Linked DNA regions of Mus musculus: all the other regions are linked to region 1. A link is a contact called in public HiChIP or PLAC-seq and promoter capture Hi-C data. All regions are on one chromosome and are shown on one strand. Each heading gives the region's core, a stretch centred on a gene start, on an enhancer-like site or on the middle of the called end of the contact. The rest is flanking DNA. Distances are from core to core; before and after follow the strand shown. Region 1 holds the start of Atcayos (ataxia, cerebellar, Cayman type, opposite strand). Region 2 holds the start of Gna15 (guanine nucleotide binding protein, alpha 15). Region 3 holds the start of Tle5 (TLE family member 5, transcriptional modulator). Region 4 holds the start of Ankrd24 (ankyrin repeat domain 24). Region 5 holds the start of Dot1l (DOT1-like, histone H3 methyltransferase (S. cerevisiae)).

Region 1 (2,832 bases), core at 29-2,528:
GAACTTGGCCTGTGGGACCTAGCAGAGCATAAGGTCCCCTGCCTGGCTGGATTTCCAGACTCCATACAGACACTGCTGTGCCTCAGTTGAGTTGAGTCCTAGGGATTCTGACCAAGGTCCCCACGCACTCGAGACAAACACTTTATCCACCGAACCAGATTCTCAGCTTTTCTTGTTGACTCTCCTGCCCCACACTTAACCCTAGGACTGTGACCTCACCAAAACCCACACACCCCAAGTCCTAATAACCACACCCAGAGACTGAGGTGATAGTGGTGGTTTGCTCAGGACCTGGAGATGGGTGACAGGCAGCCCTCCCCACCCTGTGCTGTCCTATCCCTGCACTGACACCTGTCACAGACATCAGCCAGCGCTCAGCGGAACACTCAGTCAGCACTTAGACCCCAGGGCCCCACCTGGTCCAACACTGTCACCTGCAAAGGTCACTGCTCTCCAGACCTCAGGTCTCCAAGGGCCAGGGAAGAGATGGGCATCCTGGACACTAAGTGGAAGATCAGCCAAAGCCAGAGGGGAGGGGCTGACAGGAGCCAGAAGTCACTAGTGGTGGGTGTCCCCAGGTCATCCACCCTACCCCCACACACCACCATGCACCCGGTGACTGCAAGTTGTCTGGAAAGGAACTTCTCATCTCCTCGTCTCTCCAGCCATCAGGAGTAGGTCTGCAGTAATGGGTCACAGGTGGAATTTGGGGACACACCTTGGGTTTATGCATGTGGGACAGCCACAAAATCCCTTTAGCCAGGAGTTGTGGTGCGTGTCTTTGATCCCAGCGCTCAGGAGGCAGAGAGAAGAGGATTTCCCTGAGTCCAGGGCCAGCCTGGACATATCAAGTTCCAGGACAGGCAGGGCTACAGAGACCCTACCTCAAAAAAAAAAAAAAAATGGCTTTGGCTTTGAACTACAGAGAAGTTCAGGGAGCTGCATACCCAGAGGAGAACTGAGTTTGGGGACACAGAGAGTCCCCTCTTTGATCCCCCAGCTCTTCACCACCCACACCAAGACACACATGCATTCTTGGGGGTCACTTGGGTAGGATGGGATGTCCCTGGCTCTGCACCCTTTAGATGACAGCTCCTCCTGCCCGCTGTCCCACAAGCCTTCGGGACCAGCAGGGTCTGTGTTTCACTCATCCTTCGTTTTAACACAATTCTTTGACTTTTGGGGTCATTTCTGCCGCAGGAAGCCTGGGTGAGGGCCAAGGAGGGGAGATGGTTGGCGTACTTACTTTTGTTTAAGATCTCAGGGGTTGAAGGAGCCGCTTGGGGTTGGCGTGCTCGGCTTTATAGACACGACGCCGGCTCCCCGCCAGGTTATTAATAGCGAGGGAGCTGCTTGCCCTAGTATGGTCAAGAGCTGAGCGACCGCGAACGTGGCTAGGCCCGGTCTGCTACGTGCACCTGTTCCAGGCTGTGACGGGGGTGGGGGGTTGGGTCGGGTGGAGGTGGGGGCGGGATGGCGCACAGCAGTGCCCTCTGACCTACAAGAGGCTAAACCCGAGGGAGCTTGTGGGGAGGTACGAACTAGACCACAAACACAGATCAAGGATACATAGTGAAAGCCTGTCTCAAAAACGTATAAATGCGTCAATTAACTGATTAAGACTCAACTCAGGGGGCCTTGCTACTAAGCCCCAGACGTCTGACAAGGCTCATAACTTGGGGTGTCTGGTTACCAGCTTTGGAGACACAAGAACTCATTGGCCCCTGGAGTTTAAAGCGGGTTGAGAAGCCACAGGGGTTTGTCAGCTGTGTCGGCCCTATCAGCTGTCGTCAGCGTTACCTGAAGCCACGAGCCCGTCCTCACTAACCGGGTGAAGCCCTGATACGGAAACAGAAACCTGGTGCACACACCCGGAGCCGGCATTCTCCGGTCCCCCATTCCAGCTTGAACCTATCTGTTCTATATCATTCCTCTTCTGCCTACAGCTCAGCCCCACCTTCGTTCAATTTAGCTAACAGACCAATCTTCCCAAATAACGCTCCATTTCTGGGTCCCGAGGATGCTCTATTACACGTTCATATTTTTGTAAAATGTGGGCTTATCGGGAAAGCTCGTGAAGGGGCCTATGGCAACAGCTTTAAAAAAATTATTTATTTTATGTATATGAGTACACTGTAGCTGTCTTCAGACACACCAGAAGAGGGCATCAGATCCCATTATAAATGGTTGTGAGCCACCATGTGGTTGCTGGGAATTGAACTCAGGACCCCTGGAAGAGCAGTCAGTGCTCTTAACAGCTGAGCCATCTCTCCAGTCACTTTTTTTTTTTTGAGATGGGTTTTTAGGTGTAGTCCTGGAACTCACTCTGTAGACCAGGATGACCTTGAATTCACAAATCCGGATCCCCAGGCCTTTGCCATCCCACATGGCTTCTCTATGAGCTTGTGTCTGTGCATCATGTGCACGCCCCATGCCCATAGACAGCGGAAGGTGTTGGATCCCAGAATCTTGACCTACAGGTGGTTAAGCTGCCATAGGGTGTGGGACTCAGAGAGGGCAGCCAGCATTCAGACTTTGGAACCTGGCCTGGCTCTCTCCTGCCGCCTCACAGTGGCTGTGCACACGACAGCATCTGAATGCCGCAGACCCCGTTACTGCTCATTATACAAACTGACCCAGAGCCCCAGGGACAGATCAGGCAGGACTCAGCTGTCACAAACTGCCTCGGCCTCCACGAGTTGGGATGACAGGTGCATATCCTCTAAGTGTCCTCCAGGTCTCCCCACACCCCCGCAGTGTGTCCTTTTCGGAGCTGTGTGATACTGCGGGTCCCCACTGAGATTCAGCTTTACCAATTGAGCCTTGCACGTC
Region 2 (2,726 bases), core at 78-2,577, 330 kb before region 1:
TCACAGGCTCCACTTGCTGGAACCCCCACAGAGGGCAATGGTGGGGGCCACAGGAGGCATCAGAGCGAGGCTTTGGTCCCCACTGTGTTGTCCCAAGGGCCTTGTGTCTGGCCCCAAAAGGACCAAGCAGGGTGCTGCCTCTCCAGCTTCTGCAAGCCCAGGCCAGTTCTGATGCACCCCCCCCCCCCCCCCCGCCATCAACCCCACCCAACCCCCAGCTTGCTCCCTATCAACCACAGTACAAGTCTCAGTGGGCGGGGAAGCTCCCTCTGGCCTCAGTGACCCCACCCCGCCCCTATCACACTTCCCATCTCCTGCAATAGGAATCAACAGTCAACTGAAGTCAGCGTGGAGCAGGCGTGGGCCTGCCAACCTGTCGATGTCCGTCTGCCACCAACCTGGAGCAGGGGAGGACGAAGGCTAGGAAGTTGTGTTTCCGGGGTCTAACACCCTCTCTGAACCAGATCAGTTGCATGACAAGAGGCTCCCAGGCTACGCTTATCTCCCCAGGCTAGAGATACACGAGCCAGAAGGATCTAGAACTTTCACTCTGTGTAGCCTGGGGTCTGAGGGGCTCAGCCCAGTGATTCAGCTCCCAGAGTCCTTTAGTGTCTGTCACCTTTACTCTCCTGACTCCCTATTAAAGCTACGCCCCCAGCCCTTCGATGGCTGTGCAGCACTTTTAGAACTTGTCGCCATCTGTTTGGTTTGGGATTTAGGTGGAAGGCAGAGGGTAATCCACAGAATTGGTTCTCCGTCCCATCATATGAGCCCCAGGGATGACTCTGGTCAGGCTACAGCACAAGTTTCTTCACCCGCTGAAACAGCTCTCCGTCACCCAACTTTACAAAAAAAGTTCTGTTTTGTCCTCTGTGGAGCAAAATAGAAGCCTTCCTGGTATACAGTAGGCATTCCATAAATGCATCAGTCCCTCTCTCACTGATTCTTCTGCTTCTTGCTAATCTCTCTGGGACTCAAGGGGCCAGACATGACCCTCTGCTTCCTCCATGGGTCTTGGGGAAGTCCCTGCCTTTACTCCATGCCTTAGTCTCCTCAGCTGTCAAACTAGTGAGTGTGTGCTGAGGAAGGCCAGACAGACACGGAAGCACAGACTTCCCTCCCGCCTCAGCAGTTCTGAAATCAGCCCTGAGCAATAGCTGTGCCCACTGGTCGCTTCCTATTTGGCCCAGAGGAGGGGGCAGCTGGGGCCAGCAGTGTCAGAAGCCCAGGGGTGAGGCCACTCTCTTAGGGAAGGAGGAAGGAGGGTCAAGTTAGACACCTCGAGGACTGTGCTCCCAGAAGGCAGCCACCCCTCCCTCCTCATCTGCTGGAGCTTCCACCACCGACCTGTCTGGCGGGCAGGGCCAGGTCTGGGCAAGTTGGAGGGGGCGGGAAGCAGCACCCAGGTCCCCGCCCTGTTTCCAGCACCCAGGCCTCTTGAAGCCCTTGCCTGGGCTCCCACAGGCCCTAGGCAGGGACACGGAGGGCCCTGGGGTGACCTCCACCCCCACCTCCACTCCATCCGGAGAAGAAAGAGTCCCACAGTTGGGCTCTGCAGGCCCTGTGATGTCACCTGGTGGTCTGTGAAGCGCCCACCATGGCCCGGTCCCTGACTTGGGGCTGCTGTCCCTGGTGCCTGACAGAGGAGGAGAAGACTGCCGCCAGAATCGACCAGGAGATCAACAGGATTTTGTTGGAACAGAAAAAACAAGAGCGCGAGGAATTGAAACTCCTGCTGTTGGGTGAGTGTGGAATGCAGCACAGGGGCCGAGAGCGGGCGGGGCCAACGACTCCGGAGGCAGCAGGGACTCGCTTGCCGACCCATTTTCTAGATGGGGAGAGCAAAGCTTCAAGAAGCTGAGTCTCTCATTCGCGGCTGAGTCGTGCATCTGGCTGCGGGGAGGTGGCCCTGGCGGGTGCTACCACATAAACACACCTGTATGTGTCACGGGAAGGGAATGAAGGTGAGCTTCAGGCTGGCTCAGGGAGGGCCTAAGTCTCTTCCTCCGACTGCCTGAGCCAGGGCTCCAAGCTGCTGGTCATGGTCACCAAGCGCTTTGTTCTGGGCTTATGAGCATCAGTGGATTCATTCATTCACTCATTCACTAAAAATTCTAAACTCTCGAACTGACCAAAATGCTTCACTTGTTTCAATCAAATCCTTCATTCCTTCAAAATCCTTTATTCCTTGGGACACTGAGGCCAGAAGGTTGTGAATTAGAGGCCAGACTAGACCATGTGAGACATTGTATCGGAAATTGATAAAAGTGGGGAGGGGCAGAACAGGAACTGGGGCTCAGCAGGCAGGAAGATCCCTGAGCATCAGGGAGAGCTTGGTTTCCATCCCAAGGCCACATGAGCCAGGCACGGGAGGTACGATTGTGTCACCAAGCATTGCGGAGACAGAGGCAGGAACATCATGGGATCAGGGTCACACTGAGCTACAAGAGTTTGAGGCTAGCCTGGGCCAAAAGACTCCCTGTTTTAGAACTAAAAGCTAGGCATAGTTTTTCACACTGGTAATCCTAGCACTTGGATAACTGAGATATCAGAATTGCCATGAGTTCAAAACCACCTGAGCTACATACTGAGACCCAGTCTGATGATGATGATGATGGTGGTGATGATGATGGTGGGGGGGGTGATGGTGATGATGATCCCATCAAAGAATCACATGTTCTTTGAGGAACGAAATAAGGTCCATAAGCAGATGAAATAATTATAGC
Region 3 (2,751 bases), core at 179-2,678, 360 kb before region 1:
CCCCAGCCAAAGCCACAGAGAAATCATGGCCTGGGAGTTAGGGAGAGCTGGAAGCTGGGGGGCTGGGGAGCGAGGGGGGTGGGATATGTACAGGGCCGGCATCTGAGGGCACTGGGTCAGGAGTTAGGGTGTAAGATCTCGGATCTGGGGAGCAAGGCTAGGGGCAGGGTGTGGGGAGCAAGGCCACTGGGAGCTGGTGTGGGAGACGACAGATGGGCTTGGACATGAGAGGGACGGAGCCTAGTGCTGGGGGGGCGGGGGGTGGGAAGACTGCGGGGTATCCGGCTCCGGACAAGGGAGCACTGGACATTATACGGGCACAGGGTCTCCCCAACCCTAGTGCTGAGGGTGCAGGATGGGGGCTGGGAGGAGGAAGGCCGCTGGGGTGCGGGGCCTGCAGCTGGAGGAGGGACGCGGAGCCAGGCTGGGGGTGGCGCTGGGCCCGGATGGTGACGCCAGGCCCGACAGGGCTGGAGAGAGAGACAGGGGGTGCGGGAACTGTATTGGGGGGTAGAGGGCACCAGACTTGGGGCCAGGGCAGATCTGAGGTGGAAAGAAGTGCAGGGCCGAGGTGATGGTGGGTGCAGGGCCTTGGACTTGGTGGCAGGCCAGTCTGAAGCTCTTAGAGAGCTGGGCCTGGGGGGGGGGGGGTGCACCGAGGTGGGGATGCAAGATCTAGGGCTGGAGGACATGCGCGTCTGGGGTGAGGGGATGATGGGCTTGTGACTGGGGTGCTGCAGCTCTGGGCCTGAGCCCCAGGTCAGGAAGACAGGCCGAATGCGGCTGCAGTGGGGTGCGGGCTGATCCGGAGCCCGGGGGTGGGGGGTGGGGGTGGAAGAAGACCTTGGAGTCGGGTTGGGCGAGGTGTGGGGGAGGCGGTGAGGGGACTCAGGGCAGGGATCAAAGTTCAGGGATCCGGGCTGAAGGATGCAGTGCTGGACTGGTGGGGTGCGTAGGGTCTGGGTTGTGGGGTGCAAGGACCTTGGGGAAGAGCCCAGGGCTGGGGGGACAGAACAGGCCTGTGGGAGCTGGGGAAGCGTAGGGAGCCCCTGGGACAGGCCCTGGGCGGGGAGAGAGACGGGATCCGACCTAGAAGGGGTGCAGTGAGATGAGCTGGGGTGCAGGGTGAGCGCCGGAGGTGCAGTGAGCTGAGCTGGGGGTGCAGGGAGAGCTCTGGGGTGCAGTGCGCGGGGTTCCCCTTACCGAGTGCCGGCTTTGCGGAAACATCATGTCAGTCGCGGGGGGCGCGGGCTGCGCCCCGGCTCGGGCGGCTCGGGGGGCGCCGGGCGGCCGCGCTTTGTCCCCGATCGACAGCTCCGGGGCCCCGCGTCCCGCCTCCTGCGCCGCCCGCCGCCCGCCCGCGCCGCCCGCGCTATTGTGTAATGGCGACGCGGTGCCGCCCGGGCTCCCGCTCCACCTGCCGCGCCCGGCACTGCGCAGGCCCGGACGCCCCACCCGTGACCTTGGCCCCGCGCGCCCCGCCCCCGCCACGGCCCGGAACCCCAGCTGGAGGCCTGCCTCAGTGCCCCCCGCCCCCAGTCCCAAGGCCACAGACTCGCAGCCTGGACACCCAGGCTTCACGGTGGATTTATGGAGTGCCTACAGTGTGCTATGTCCTCTTTGGAGTCGGGAGGGTTGGCACGGCTGGGGGCCACACTGGGCAGTAGAGTGACACCTGTCCCACAGAGGTAGGATGGGGGCCCAGTCCTGTAATCTAATGACTGGGGTGCAGAGGCAAGAGGATCAAGAGTTCTCGGCCAGCCTGGGTTACCAGAGAGCCTGTCTTAAAACAACAAAAAGTAAGACATGGTTTGTTCTGGGGTACAAGACCTATTACCAGTGCTGGGTAGGTTGAGGTAGGTGGAAGCCAGCCTGATCTACACAGTGAATACAGCCTGGGCTATAGGAGCCCTTATCTCAAAACATGAAAAAGTTAAATCGGGCCACAGGAGGTGGTGGTGGCCGACACCTTTAATCCAAGCACTCAGGGCAGAGGCAGGTGGATCTCTGATTTGAGACCAGCCTGGTCTACATAGAGACTTCTGGGACAACCAGGGCTACAAAGAGAGACCTGTCTCATAAATAAAAGGTAAGAGTTCCCCAGGTCCTAGTGTGATCCCAACACTTGGGAAGCTGAGGCAGGAGGATTATCGAAAATTCAGCATCAACCTGTGACCCAGCTTACTGAGGTGAGACCTGTCCAAAAACAAAACAAAACAAAACAAAAACAAATGATTAAAACAAATATGCTGGTGTGGTAACACAAGCCTTTAATCTAAGCCCTTGGGAGGCAGAGGCAGGCAGATCTCTGTAAATTCAAGCCCACCTTGTGAGTTCCAGGGCAGCCAGGGCTCCATGAGCCCTGTCTTAAAAAATAATAAAAAATAAATAGGAGCCGGGCGTGGTGGCACACGCCTTTAATCCCAGCACTCGGGAGGCAGAGGCAGGTGGATCTCTGAGTTCGAGGCCAGCCTGGTCTACAAAGTGAGTTCCAGGACAGCCAGGGCTATACAGAGAAACCCTGTCTCGAAAAACTAAAAAAAATAATAATAATAATAATAATAATAAAATAAATAAAATAGTTCTTTGGGCCAATACTATTTACCCCAACACTTCAGAGCAAGCTGAGGCAGGAGGATTCCTACAATTTCAGGCTAGCTTGAGCTGTATAACAAGACCCTGTCTCAAACATTTCCTTACCTGAGACAGACAGAGACGAATATCACTGAGTGTCATACTCAAATGGCCACG
Region 4 (2,812 bases), core at 76-2,575, 440 kb before region 1:
ACCCCAGCCCCAGGGCTTGGACACTCACGCAGACTTGCCCTCGGGGTCCAGTTTTGTAGGCACCAGCCCCTTGTGGGCGATCAACGAGGCCACTCTGGCCACATCGTTGTTCTCCACTGCCTGGAGCAGTCGCTGGTCACTTTTGCCCCAGTCTTGGCCCTGCGGTGGCACACCCAGAGGTGCGAGGGACTGAGTGGGTCGATGTCCTTTCCCCACCAAGGAACAGGGGCAGTTGCTCCGGGCTCTCCCCACCCACCCCTGAGCACTTGCCTGGCGCCTGCCTCTGGCTGCGGGTTTTGGGATAGGGCACCGGCCACAGGGTGGGCAGGAGCTGAGGTCGGTGGGGCTGAGCCGGAGCTGTGGGATAGGTGGTCCTGGGCTGGGGGCCTCAGACAGTGTCTCTGAAACCTGCACCCCCCAGCGTGTGATCCAGGCCCACCACCAGGGCAGCTTCCAGATATCAATCCTCCTCAAACCACCTGTGTGTGCCTTAATCCAAAGCCAGTTTTGAAAGACAGGGTACAACTTTTTTTTTTTTTTTTTTTTTTTTTAAATAGCATGTCTCTTATGTAGACCAGGGTAGCCTGAAAGTCACAGAAATCTCCCAAAGTGCGAGGATTTCAATGATCCAGCTTTGTTTTTGTTTTTTGAGTCAGGGCCTCAAGTAGCCTAGGCTGCTGTCAAACTCCCTGGGAGTCAGGATGACCTTGAATTCCTGAACTTCCTGCCTCCCAGTCCTCGAGGCTGGGGTGACAGGTGTGGAACATCACACCTGGTTTATGTAGTGCTGGGCATGGAAGCCAGGGCTTGGTGGTGCCAAGCTCCTCGTTCACAATTATTTTACTGTCTTAGTTTTTTTGAGACTGGGTGTAACTAAAATTAAAGATCCCCTGCCTTAGCCTCCGAATGCTGGGATGACTGGCCTTTTCCAAACTATCCTCCAGCGCCCAGAACCTCGCTCCGTCCTTCACAGCTGCTCAGCCAAGACCATCGCCCCCAGGTAGCATCAAGGCCTGGCCAGCAGAACTGCAGCCGCTAATGTTTTTAAACTCACTGCCCAGGAACATGGACAGTTCCTGAGTCACTCACTGTCCACAGTGTCCTCCAAGACCTGCATCCCGCAACGGCCTGCTGACCCCACGCCTGCACAGACACGCCTGCCCTCAACACCGCCCTCCACTTCCCGCCCAGGCTCTACAGGCGCCCCGCCCTCTGCCGAACTTCTTTCTAGGAAAGAGGGGAAGGCGCAGAGGGACCCAAACGCCTACCGCGAAGGAGGCAGCAGCACACAGGCACAGCTGCTTCATGGCGAACCGCAGGAGGGCGGGGCCAGATCAGACCACGCCTACCTCCTCAGACACGGGGCTCTGCCCTCCTCCTGTGGCACACCTCTTCTCCAGACTCAGCACCCTTCCTCACCAGGCTCAGGCACAGAGCCCGCCCAGCTTCCCCCTAGATTTCAGGCCCCTCCCACCTCTTCCACGAAAGCTCAGGGCCCGCTCACATCCGTTCTAAGTTCCAGGTTACTCCCATTTTCCCCAGGCCCGCTCGCCCGCTGCTATATAGTGCTCTCTTCCCCACCACCCCACTCCTGCACCGACACGCTCCATCCCGCTGAAAAGGCTCCGCCCCGCAACTCCATGATGGTCCCTATCGGGTGTCAGCCCGCTAACTCCTCACCTCCAGCTCACCTTACTTACAATGATGGACATCATTCATTCAGCCATCACCTTCCAGTCTTCATTCATTCATACATTTATGCCTATCTTTTCATTCATTCATTCGTTCATCCATCGTTTCACACATTCACTCTCTCCAACAGTCATTATTCGCACTTTGCTAATGTTTTCATTCACCCATTCGCTCATTAATTTCCTCACCACCCATTTACTAACGTCTTTTCATGGGCAAATGCATTGGCTTACTCATCCCTTCATTCACGCACACATCCTCTCACCCATTCACTCCTCCAACCTACCTGTCCACCCATCTACTCTTTCATTATTTACTTCGCTCCAGTAGCTCTCAAGTCTCACTCCAAACTTGAATCCCAGGTCTGCCTCGCCATTATCCACCTATGGGACTGACCTAGACCTCACCTGTTGGAGCCTCCGCCCTCCTCATATGTGCAATGGGGTTTCACATAGACTTTCCAGACACAGCTCCGGAGGGCCGTGCAGAGGCTGAGCAGAACGCACCGCCCTGCACAACAGGCCTGGTACACCATGAGTACACAATAAGAACTGCATTTCATTCTTCAGGCACATGCATCTGGACCTGTGCACAGCTTCCAGGCTGGGTCAGAGGAATCTTTAGATCAACTGGAAGTGGGGGTTGCAACCCCCGTTTCTGGCTCTAAGGTGTGTGGGCACTTGTCTGCCTTGCCTGAAATTAGAGCCCTCTATGCAGGACCCACAAAATATCCCTGGGCCACAGCCTGAGACTCTTCTGTTCTACATTTATCAAGTGACTGCGGAATGACTTTCTAGCTCTCTGGCTTCTGTGCATGTAAGTTGGCACTGTAGAAGCTGTCTTGGAGACGGAGCAGCAGGCAGGGACACACGACAGGAGCTGTGGGATGAGAATCCCAGAGAGGCAGAACTTGGGGAGAAGTGAGTCGTTCATGAAATTGCCTTGCACAGGTGGAGATATGGTCTCCCTAATAAACAATAAGCAACTCCTGCCTCTGTGTCCCATAACACTCTAGATACTGGTGTGTCCCTCTCTGCAGAGAGTCCTAGAATATGTGTACATATATACACATGTATATATAAATATATACACATATAGATACATATATATACATATGCAT
Region 5 (2,768 bases), core at 244-2,743, 440 kb after region 1:
AAAAGTGTGTGCCACCATGACCAGCATACACACAAACAGATATTTCAAAATTCCTATTACATTTGTGAGTGGCTGTGTCTGTGCACACAGTGAGGTCAGAGAACTTGTGGAAGTTGGTACTCTCCCTTCTGCCCATGTCCCAAACATGGAACTCAGATTATAAGACTGTTGCTGAGCCATCTTGCTGACCTCAGGAGAGTTGAGTGGACACTTGTGGGAATGTTCAAGGACACACAGGGCTGCCTAATTCGAAGAGGCAGAGGACAGGTGCAAGGGCATCCCAGGACACACATGTTCCCTGGGACCCCAGTGAGGATGTGAACTCAGCAGCACCAGGGAACCCCACTGCTGTATCTTCTACTCAAAGCATACAAAGGGCCACAAGGGGACAGTACACTGACCTCCGCAGGCCCTCCTGGACTTCAGAACCCACTTGCCTCTGGCACTTCCACTTTAAGGGATAACACCTCCAGCTTTGCAGAGTCGCACCAGCTCTACCCACCAGCATGAGAGGACAACCTCCAGACTCCCTAAGTCCCCTCTAGCCATGCCACCAACATTAAGAAACAACTGCTCCAGCATTCCAATGTACCTCCAGGCCAATCCACCAACGTCAAACGACACATGAGGTACAAATTGAGATGACAACCTCTCTAACTTCTCAGGTTCTTTCAGCCGGGCACCCTGACATGAAGAAACAACTATTCGGAGCCCTCCTACCACTCCACGAACGTGGGGGGACAACCCAAACCCAAGGGCCAACCTCCCCCTGACTTCCTAGGGTTCTTTTTAGCACCTGCCCATGAACATCAAAAGGTGACAACGAGAAAGGGCATAGAGGACAATAGGAGAAGGCATCAGGATAAGAAACAGATGACTGGAAGAGGGCACGTGAGGTGACAATTTGAGGTGACAACATGAGGGGTCGCCACGAAAGGCAAGGAATCCCCGACTTCTCAGTCTCTACACCCCTGCCCACAAGGTCGGTCCAGACTCAGGTCCTCAAAGGCTGGAGACGCGGGGCTCCGGGCCGGCGGCGGCGACAACGCGACCGGCCGCGTCAGGGCAACGGCAGGCGCGGGCCGAGAACGGCCAAGGACCCGCCGCCGCCGCCGCTGCCGCCGCGGAGCCCCACGACTCCTACCCCCGCGTTCTCCGCAAGTACACTCACGTAGACCGGCAGCGGCCACGGGTAGACGGCGGGCTCGGCGCCCACAGGCGACTTGAGCCTCAGCTCCAGCTTCTCGCCCATGTCGGCGCGCGCGGCCGCCGCACCATGCTAGGCGGGCGGTTGGGGGAGGGGCGGGGCCACCGGCGGGAAGCCGGGCGGGCGGACACGGGCGGACGCGGGGCGGACGGCTGAGGACAGACGGCCCGGCCTGTGCCTCGGCCGCCGCTCCCGTGTGGCCCCAGCTCCCCTCTTTGTAGGAGTCACAGAGCCGGGGCGTCTAGAGCCGCCGCCATCTTGGGCCGGCGTGAGGAGAAGGCACAATGAGCCGGGGGGTCGGGCGGAACCACTCGGCGAGCGCGCGCGGGGGAGGCCGGGAGCCAAGAGGCGGTGCGCGCCCAGAGCCTCCGCCCGCCGCGCCGCGCGCGCCACCCCTCGCACGCCACGCCCCCTTGGACTCGCCCTCCTCCGACCGACGCACGCACTTACGCACGCAGCGGCGCACGCACGTCCTCGGTTGCCCTCCGACGTCGCCGCCAGCCGGAAGCGGGGACCCGGGGAAACCCTGCGGAGGAAAGCGAGAGAGACCAGGCGGGGTCAAGTTCAAATCCCAGTTGCACAGGCTTGCTTCGCGTCCCTTCGCTTTGCTTTGCTTTTTTCTTTTCTTTCCATTTCCTGTTCTTTTTCTTTCTCTTCCCTTCCCGTCAATTTTCTTTTTCTGTTTTTCTGGCTTTTTCTTTCTTTCTTTTTTTTTTCATTTTTCAATTTTTCCCCTTCTTTAGCTTTTCTATTTTTTCACTTTTCTAGCCTATCTGCTTATTGTTTATTTACATGCTTTTTTTTTTTTTTTTTTTTTTGAGACAGGGTGTCCCTGGCTGTCCAGGAACTCATTCTGTTGACCAGTCTGACCTCGAATTTACCAAAATCCACCTGCCTCTGCCTCCTGAGAGCTGGGATTAAAGATGTGAGCAATAAGTTAATTAATAAATCATCAGTCAAATTGGACCCTATAGGTCGGAGGCTCTCAATTAAGAGTTCAAAGCAATGTTATTCTCTGACCTGCCCAGAACTTTACAGAGTCAGGAGCCAAACTTATTTCCTTCTTAGGCCATTCCAATCCTTCTAATACTTAAGTTCCCTCCCCCCAAAACCTTCTGAGAATAAGTTACCTTGAGGTGAGCTGTCACCAGCTCACCAGCCGCTTCTGGATAGCTGCTTCTTCTTCCTGACTACATGGGAGTGAATGTAATCTAGGGGAGATGGCTCCCACCCCTCATCCTAGCGCTTGCCAGCCCCCAAAAGAAGGATCCGGAGCTAGAAGCCATGCTGAGCTACCAAGTAAATTCCGGGCCAGCCTGGGCAACTCAGTGAGCCCTCGTTCCAAAACTAAATGACGTGGTAAAAGACTCTGTAGCTTGGTGTCTCAGTCAGGGCTTCTATTCCTGCACAAACATCAGGACCAAGAAGCAAGTTGGGGAGGAAAGGGTTTATTCACCTTACACTTCCACATTGCTGTTAATCACCAAAGGATGTCAGGACTGGAACTCAGGCAGGTCAGGAAGCAGGAGCTGATGCAGAGGCCATGGAGGGATGTTCTTTA

Evidence for each region. Promoter capture Hi-C pulls out the DNA fragments that hold promoters and counts their contacts. HiChIP or PLAC-seq counts read pairs in DNA pulled down with a chosen protein or histone mark. Capture Hi-C pulls out chosen DNA fragments and counts their contacts.
Region 2: a contact with region 1 is called in a CTCF HiChIP or PLAC-seq map of embryonic stem cells, with 7 times the contacts expected there. The contact joins the promoter of Gna15 here to the promoter of Atcayos in region 1. A contact is called at or near these places in 17 of 39 promoter capture datasets (the 3T3-L1 cell line, 3T3-L1-derived adipocytes, the C10 cell line and 10 more), 2 of 15 datasets of contacts at CTCF or cohesin (both in embryonic stem cells), 43 of 484 Hi-C or Micro-C datasets (CD4 T cells, CD8 T cells, the G1E-ER4 cell line and 13 more), 7 of 115 datasets of contacts at active chromatin or transcription factors (the SCID.adh cell line, embryonic forebrain, embryonic hindbrain and 2 more) and 4 of 9 other capture datasets (adipose tissue, embryonic stem cells, liver and 1 more).
Region 3: a contact with region 1 is called in a promoter capture Hi-C map of adipose tissue. The contact joins the promoter of Tle5 here to the promoter of Atcayos in region 1. A contact is called at or near these places in 8 of 39 promoter capture datasets (HPC-7-derived erythroid cells, embryonic stem cells, frontonasal cranial neural crest and 4 more), 1 of 15 datasets of contacts at CTCF or cohesin (embryonic stem cells), 21 of 484 Hi-C or Micro-C datasets (B cells, the Ba/F3 cell line, the G1E-ER4 cell line and 7 more), 15 of 115 datasets of contacts at active chromatin or transcription factors (the SCID.adh cell line, craniofacial prominence, double positive thymocytes and 8 more) and 2 of 9 other capture datasets (adipose tissue and liver).
Region 4: a promoter capture Hi-C map of stem cell-derived epiblast-like cells shows a contact between it and region 1, with 4 times the contacts expected there. The contact joins the promoter of Ankrd24 here to the promoter of Atcayos in region 1. A contact is called at or near these places in 2 of 39 promoter capture datasets (pre-B cells and stem cell-derived epiblast-like cells) and 1 of 115 datasets of contacts at active chromatin or transcription factors (pancreatic cancer cells).
Region 5: a contact with region 1 is called in an HNF4G HiChIP or PLAC-seq map of pancreatic cancer cells. The contact joins the promoter of Dot1l here to the promoter of Atcayos in region 1. A contact is called at or near these places in 3 of 39 promoter capture datasets (liver and pre-B cells), 1 of 484 Hi-C or Micro-C datasets (cerebellum), 4 of 115 datasets of contacts at active chromatin or transcription factors (bone marrow-derived macrophages, microglia and pancreatic cancer cells) and 3 of 9 other capture datasets (adipose tissue, liver and pancreatic islet).

The regions. Positions count from the first base shown.
Region 1 is chr10:81,193,137-81,195,968 of GRCm38.p6, reverse strand. Atcayos (ataxia, cerebellar, Cayman type, opposite strand) reads right to left here and starts at 1,278. Exons shown (of 3, transcript NR_015477.1): 1 at 1,247-1,278. It overlaps Dapk3 (death-associated protein kinase 3), which reads right to left. Exons shown (of 9, transcript NM_001190474.1): 9 at 2,772-2,832.
Region 2 is chr10:81,522,826-81,525,551 of GRCm38.p6, reverse strand. Gna15 (guanine nucleotide binding protein, alpha 15) reads left to right here and starts at 1,327. Exons shown (of 7, transcript NM_010304.3): 1 at 1,327-1,742. The coding sequence starts at 1,598.
Region 3 is chr10:81,558,121-81,560,871 of GRCm38.p6, reverse strand. It overlaps Tle5 (TLE family member 5, transcriptional modulator), which reads right to left and starts at 1,428. Exons shown (of 7, transcript NM_010347.4): 1 at 1,204-1,428. The coding sequence starts at 1,230.
Region 4 is chr10:81,632,212-81,635,023 of GRCm38.p6, reverse strand. Ankrd24 (ankyrin repeat domain 24) reads right to left here and starts at 1,325. Exons shown (of 20, transcript NM_001374016.1): 1 at 1,269-1,325; 2 at 271-357; 3 at 29-159. The coding sequence starts at 1,307.
Region 5 is chr10:80,753,928-80,756,695 of GRCm38.p6, reverse strand. It overlaps Dot1l (DOT1-like, histone H3 methyltransferase (S. cerevisiae)), which reads right to left and starts at 1,493. Exons shown (of 28, transcript NM_199322.2): 1 at 1,172-1,493. The coding sequence starts at 1,252.